2 separate regions of the Mus musculus genome follow, and region 2 is linked to region 1. Evidence: chromatin contacts called from public Hi-C data. All regions are on one chromosome and are shown on one strand. Each heading gives the region's core, a stretch centred on a gene start, on an enhancer-like site or on the middle of the called end of the contact. The rest is flanking DNA. Distances are from core to core; before and after follow the strand shown.

Region 1 (3,018 bases), core at 142-2,641:
TTTCACGAGTTTTCATGAAACCCAAAGTTAGCGGATCAAACAGCAATTTTTAAAATTAAACACTCAAGTCAGTCCAATCCCATCCAAAGATATATGAATTTGACATTTACATGCTGAGGCATGATGGTGGAAAAATATTAAAAAGTCTTTATTTTCTGTAACAAAACCATTGTGTTTCTGTAAGAGCAGAAAACTGAGTATGCAGTTAAAACAGCAGAGCTTTTACCATGCGATGGTTGCCTATCTGAGTCCTGGCACTTAGAGCAAGCTCTGTCTGTGTTCCCATCCCTTGCTCAAAGCCTCTTCTCCGTCCAATACTCTCTTGCAGCCCCCTTTCCAGGTCCACAGAGTATAGTCCACTCATACCCATTACATCCAAATAAACACTGTGGGATCTGCATAGGAAAGAGAAGATGTGGTTTTTTGTCTTTCCAACAGAGTCTGGGTTATTGCCTGGACTATAATAGTTTCCTGACCCATCCATTTTCCTGCAAGTTTCATGATTTGGTTTTTCAATAAAGCCAAATAAAATTCGATTGCAACTATCACATATTCATTACAAATTACATCCTGGCAATGGTTTTAAATCTGAGTCAGGGTGTTTCAAGCAGTTTGTCCGTGTTGCTAGGTGTGAAAGCCTGCTCATTGCAAAGCACTTTTGTGTGCTTGAAAAGGTTAGCTCAGGAACTTTGGGAAAGTCATGGAACACTTGCCCCTCCCCCCCTAAGGGAGAGGCTAATTAGCATTCCTCAGACCACAGTGGGGGGCGGGGACCAACCTGCAGGTGAGGACACATTCCACAGGACTGACCATTGCCCACCTTCAGACAAGGGAAGTTCTTGCCACCTAAAGACCAATCAGTTTAAAAAGTCACACTGTTCTGCCAATCACATTGTGCCTAATGGCTGCTGCCCTGAAAACTGTATAAATAGCTCACTAAATGAGCAGCATGGGGTTGCTGTCTCTCCTTCGGGTCTGGGATGACCCCAGTGCACTGGAACAATAAATTCCTCTTGCTTCTTGTATCGATCCCTACGTGGTTCACTCAAGGGGTCCCCAGTAAGCTAAGGCTCGCCAGAGTCTTACATGCTCAGAACCAAGGGAGAAGTGAAGTTACATGAAGTAACCTGGGAGAATGCTGTTACAAATACTGGGAATTTAGTAGGAGTTTGATTTTAACTTACTTTTGGTTGCTCTGTGCTCAGAAACACTTTATTGTCAAAATTTTCATGATATCCCGTTTAGTTACTCAGTCCATATAGGAGTGCAGCTTTCAGTGTGGGGAGCAGGACCTATACAGTGTAGATGGATCATATTCAGCCAGCTGAGAGGTTCTGAAGACAACACCCGAGATTTGCAGCAGGGAATCACACAGCATGCAGTGTGATGTGTTCCCAGCCTGCTTCTGCCCCACCAGTTCCAGACTTGCCTGGTATAGCAGGTTGGACTTGTCAGTCCTCACAGCCGATGAGCCAATTTTTTAAAAAAACGAAATCTCTTCATGTAGGTGTGTTATCGATCTGGCTTTCTAGAAGAAGCTGTTACAGACAGAGATTAAATTTAGTAAATAACGCCAGTTTGTGATTAAATGATTGACCTGGCATGTAGGATCCAGTAGGACAAGAATCTTTTGTGTCCTCAGTGTCAAGCAAGGAAACTGCATACGATACAGTCTCAATAAGCGTTTGTTGTGGTAAAGAGGTGTTAAAAAAAAAAAAAGAATGCCATTGAAAATGCCATATTCTTTCATCCTAGCACACAAGAGGATCCAGAGGTGAGTTCCAAGCCAGCCTAGTCTACAGAGCAAGTTCCAGGCTGGTTTTGGCTGCATGGTTTTCGCTATTTGTTTTGAATATCCATCCTGCCTCTCTCTTTGGCTTAAAGGCCTGTTTATCAAGGATTAGGTAGGCTACACCTCACCTATGACTTTAATGACAAATGGTTCTGTAACATTGGTACATGTACCATTTTTGCCTGCTCCAGGAATGACAACCATGTGTTTGTTTCAAAAAGTTAATAACCATCTTGCAAACCTACCTTTGTTTCAAAAGGTTGTTCTAGCTACCTTATTATGATGACCCATTGCTACATCTGTCTTGTTATGACTACCTGGCAACCAATGTCTTTGTGTCAGGTCCTTATGACTAACCTGTTATGCTTATGTTCTGCTCCTGTAACCCTGTCTATTTTGCCTGCCAACCCCACTTCCCCCATCTGGAAACCCCGTATTCCTGAGCTATCAAAACCTGTCTTTCTCACGTTCAATGCTGACCTCCTGAAACCCAACTTAGGGGGAGACAGCTCATATGCGCACACACCACATACATATACACACACACACAGACACAGACAGACAGACAGACAGACACACACACACAAACACACACACACACACCTTGCTTTAATTAATTTGGCCATGATGATTTGGGCTGGTGGTCTTTGTTCTCCCATGCTTGGGACTAACAGCTTACTTATAAATTTGAAGCCTACATTGACTGTTTGGTAGCTTGCCTACAGACCCTTAGATTATTGACGTCTGTTGCATAGGTATTGCTTTCAGATTAAGACATTCCTTCCTAAATGGAGAAGGGTAGTTGCTGAGATTTCAAGAAGCTCTGAAAACAACATGATTCATAGGATTTTCCCACTTACATTACAAAGGCAGGAAACACATGCTGGAAAGAGACAACCTGCAAACTGACCAGAAAACTCCATAGATGTAGCTTTCACAAGTAGTCACCCACATCAAGGAGGGCTTTTGGGTGATGCAGCTGCCTTTGAGACACCCATGACTTTGTAGGCAACCCCTCATCCATGCTCAATAACCCCACTGATTTATCAGGTCAACTGTGGGTGCCCTAGCTGGAATGAATAGGCATTTGTGTTTCTCCTGCCCCCAAATAGTCACACAGCAGTCTTTTAGTGATTTGTATAGCAGGGAAAGCAAAAGCAAAAGCAAAAAAAAAAAAAACCCACAGTGGACTCTGTGTGTCCCCATAGGCAAATCTGTTCTCCTCA
Region 2 (3,018 bases), core at 279-2,778, 410 kb before region 1:
AAAGACCTCTATCATCTTTTTTAGATTGTATTTAATGTAATTTTCTTATGCTTTGGTTGTGTTAGAATATCCAGATCTTGCAATAGTAGGATAGCTGTTCTCTGGAAGTGTCACATTGCCCTGGTGCTTGTTGATTCTGTTCTTATGCTGAGAAAGTCATATGGTTGTTCCTGTATTTTCTTGGTGTAAGGTCTTGGGAAGGCAACACACGCCTGAATGTTCCTGTTGCAACTGGCCTTGGGTAGGCATCCTCAAGTTGGACAGTGGATGGGCAGTACACATTGCTGGAGATATGGGCATGCCCCAGGGGACTGGGTCAGGGCAGGGAGGTGTCTAACCTAATGTTACTGGTGCTGCCTGCCTGGTGAAGTTGGATGGAGTCATGATCAGACAATGGCATTTAGGGAACAGTTTGTATCTCAGGGTATCTAGGTATGCCTCCAACATTTTTTTTAATACCTTAAGAAAATAAAGCTGCTTTAAAACATGAGGTATGTTACTCACACTTGGGGTACCTCTTGGGATGGCATAGAAGCAGGTAGAACTTCCTTTTTTATCCCATTTAATGTGTGATTTTACATGACAGAGAGGTAGGAAGTGTTGTGCTTCTCTGTTCTTTTATATATTAGATGTCAGCTGCAGTCAACTCAATTCTATCAACTGATGTTCTCAACCAACAGCCCTGAATCTAAAGCATATATTCTGTGAATCAAAATGATACTTTTGTAAATACTGAAACATAAAATGTTCTATTTATTATGCAGGAGGTGTTTGGCTACCATACCCAGAATTTACGGAGAGCACTGTGCCTTGTCACAGCCATCCTGACTCTTGGGGCAGTTCAGCTGATGTTCTACTGGAGGCCTGAGTGGTGGGTGTGGACCAGTTGCATCCCATGCCCCTTGCAAGAAGCAGACACAATTTTGCTGAGGACAACCGTGCGTAACTTTCTCATGTCCATTTTAAATGCCATGATCATTATAGAAAGACAGATACTGTATATTCTCACTTACACAAGGAAGATATGGAGTTGACATATAGAATAGTGATTACTAATTCTCAAAGCCTGAGAAGGGGAAGGAGAGATAGAGGGAAAATGATTAGTAGATACAAGGCTACAGTTGAATAGGGGAATACCTGTTAATATTCTATTGCATGATAGGATAGAATGGCTGACAGAAAAATTTAAAAATAGCTATTGGACAGGGTTTTGAGTGTTTCCTACACAAATGTTAAATTTCTAAAGTGGTTAAGAGGCCTATTACATTGATTTGATCTTTCAGAACATACCCTATTGCTGTGTGAATGTTTCTGAAAAGACCTGAACAATTGTCTATTCACTGACAACAGATCAAAGAAATAATTTCACCCATCTCTAGAATGTATATGCTATAGACACATATAGTATATGCATAAGATATATACATACATATATATTGCTCTCAAGATTGTGGGTGAATCACAGGCAGTTGCAGCACTGGAGAGCACACCCCATTCCTAGAACTCCTTGCTTTATCGGGAAGTGATTAAACAGGTTAGAGAACCTCTTCTTTCAGGAACTTGTTACTGCCTGTGTAGCCAGTGGGAGACCTCTTGGGATTCTTCTCTTAGGAACTTGTTCAGACTTGTGAGTTTTGTTTATTTTCTGAGTCTTCAAGGAGGGAATATTTCAGTTCAGAGGAAATAATTACACAAGACTCATAAATATATGCAAGTACTATATCGCAAATAAAAAATGAAATATAACTTTTAAAGAAAACAAACATTTTGTATTCTGCCTTTGTGACCCAGCACTGACTGATTAGTATTCTAGAGGGACGATCTCATCCATTCAAGCAGTTTACCTAGACCAGAACGAGAGGAGGAAAAACCATCTTTTCAAGCCACACGTTATCTCTGGGCTAGCCCAAGAATGCTGACACTTCCTTCACTTCAGCCTGCAGAAATGTCTGGTATTTCAAGATGAGGGATGTTGCTTTCTGCCATTACATGGGGCAGTAGCTGTCATTGTTACAAGTCTCAGAGACCACATGACGTGAGAACACTCAGTTTTCAAAACTGTCTGCATAGGAGTATTCTAGAGAATTTAAGCTTGTAGAGATTATTTAAAAATAGCCAGAGCCCATCATGGTGGTGCACACTTATGATCCCAAGCCTTGGGAAGAAAAGGCAGGCTAACCAAGAGGGTGATCTCAGTATAGAACACACAAAGAATCCCTGTCTCAAACATTTAAATAATAAAAAGGAAATAGAGTCATCTAAGAAAGTTTCTAGACATAATGCTTAACTATAAAATATGCCCAACATTTCTCAAATATTTGAACATATCAGGAGCCTCTGGAAGGCTCACTGAAACACAGACTGCTGACTCCAGTTCCTAAGTTTCTGACACTGTAGAGTCTAGAGTGGGGCTAAGAATTTGCATTCTGAGTGAGGTCTGAGATTTTCCTCTTGTTTGTTGACATCTCAAGGATGAATTTCGAAGATATATGAGGAAAAAGGTCTTCTGCCTCCACTTATCCACACTGAAGTTTCCTATAAGCAAGAACCCAGAGGAACCTCTGGTAGCTGACCACCACTCAGTCATAAACCAAGCTGTGATGAAGCCAGAACTAAAAGTAAGAGGTCTTATGTGTGGGATGTTTTGGCACCATTTGTGGAGACAAAGTTGAGTGTGTGTTTATTGGTTCAAGTTTTGAATGCAACATTTTCGGGCTGGAATGATACCGGGTTGTAATACCCACATGGGAACCTACACTGAAGAATTTAGCCTTTGCTTGGCTTTCCTCTGTGTATGATCCCTGTTCCTTCTTATTTGTGGTTGCAGCTACGATGCATCCAAGTGCAGAAAATAAGGTACGTGTGGGATTTCTTGAAGAAGCGATTTCAGAAAGTTGGGTAAGTATAACTTTTTCTCACTGCTACCTCAGGACTCAGACGAAGAACCCTGGCTCATTGGGAGCTGTAAATTGAAGTATCTTTCCTATCCCAACTACATCCTAGGTTGCTGGAAGACAG

Evidence for each region. A called contact is a pair of places that touch in the nucleus more often than the background predicts.
Region 2: a contact with region 1 is called in a Hi-C map of epidermal suprabasal cells, with 2.4 times the contacts expected there. The contact joins two enhancer-like sites. A contact is called at or near these places in 4 of 39 promoter capture datasets (cranial neural crest, hippocampal neurons, liver and 1 more) and 1 of 484 Hi-C or Micro-C datasets (epidermal suprabasal cells).

Annotation. Positions count from the first base shown.
Region 1 is chr16:28,941,199-28,944,216 of GRCm38.p6, reverse strand. No RefSeq gene overlaps it. Among named protein-coding and RNA genes, the nearest start is that of Mb21d2, 13 kb to the right of the region's middle. Within about 2 kb of position 1,391, at least 3 of the 459 cell types and tissues checked have an H3K27ac peak or open chromatin away from gene starts, as enhancers often do. A contact at or near this core is called in epidermal suprabasal cells, where this site is marked.
Region 2 is chr16:29,348,556-29,351,573 of GRCm38.p6, reverse strand. Atp13a5 (ATPase type 13A5) reads left to right here. Exons shown (of 30, transcript NM_175650.4): 2 at 765-938; 3 at 2,472-2,618; 4 at 2,828-2,898; 5 at 3,004-3,018. Among named protein-coding and RNA genes, the nearest start is that of Atp13a5, 29 kb to the left of the region's middle. Within about 2 kb of position 1,528, at least 3 of the 459 cell types and tissues checked have an H3K27ac peak or open chromatin away from gene starts, as enhancers often do. A contact at or near this core is called in epidermal suprabasal cells, where this site is marked.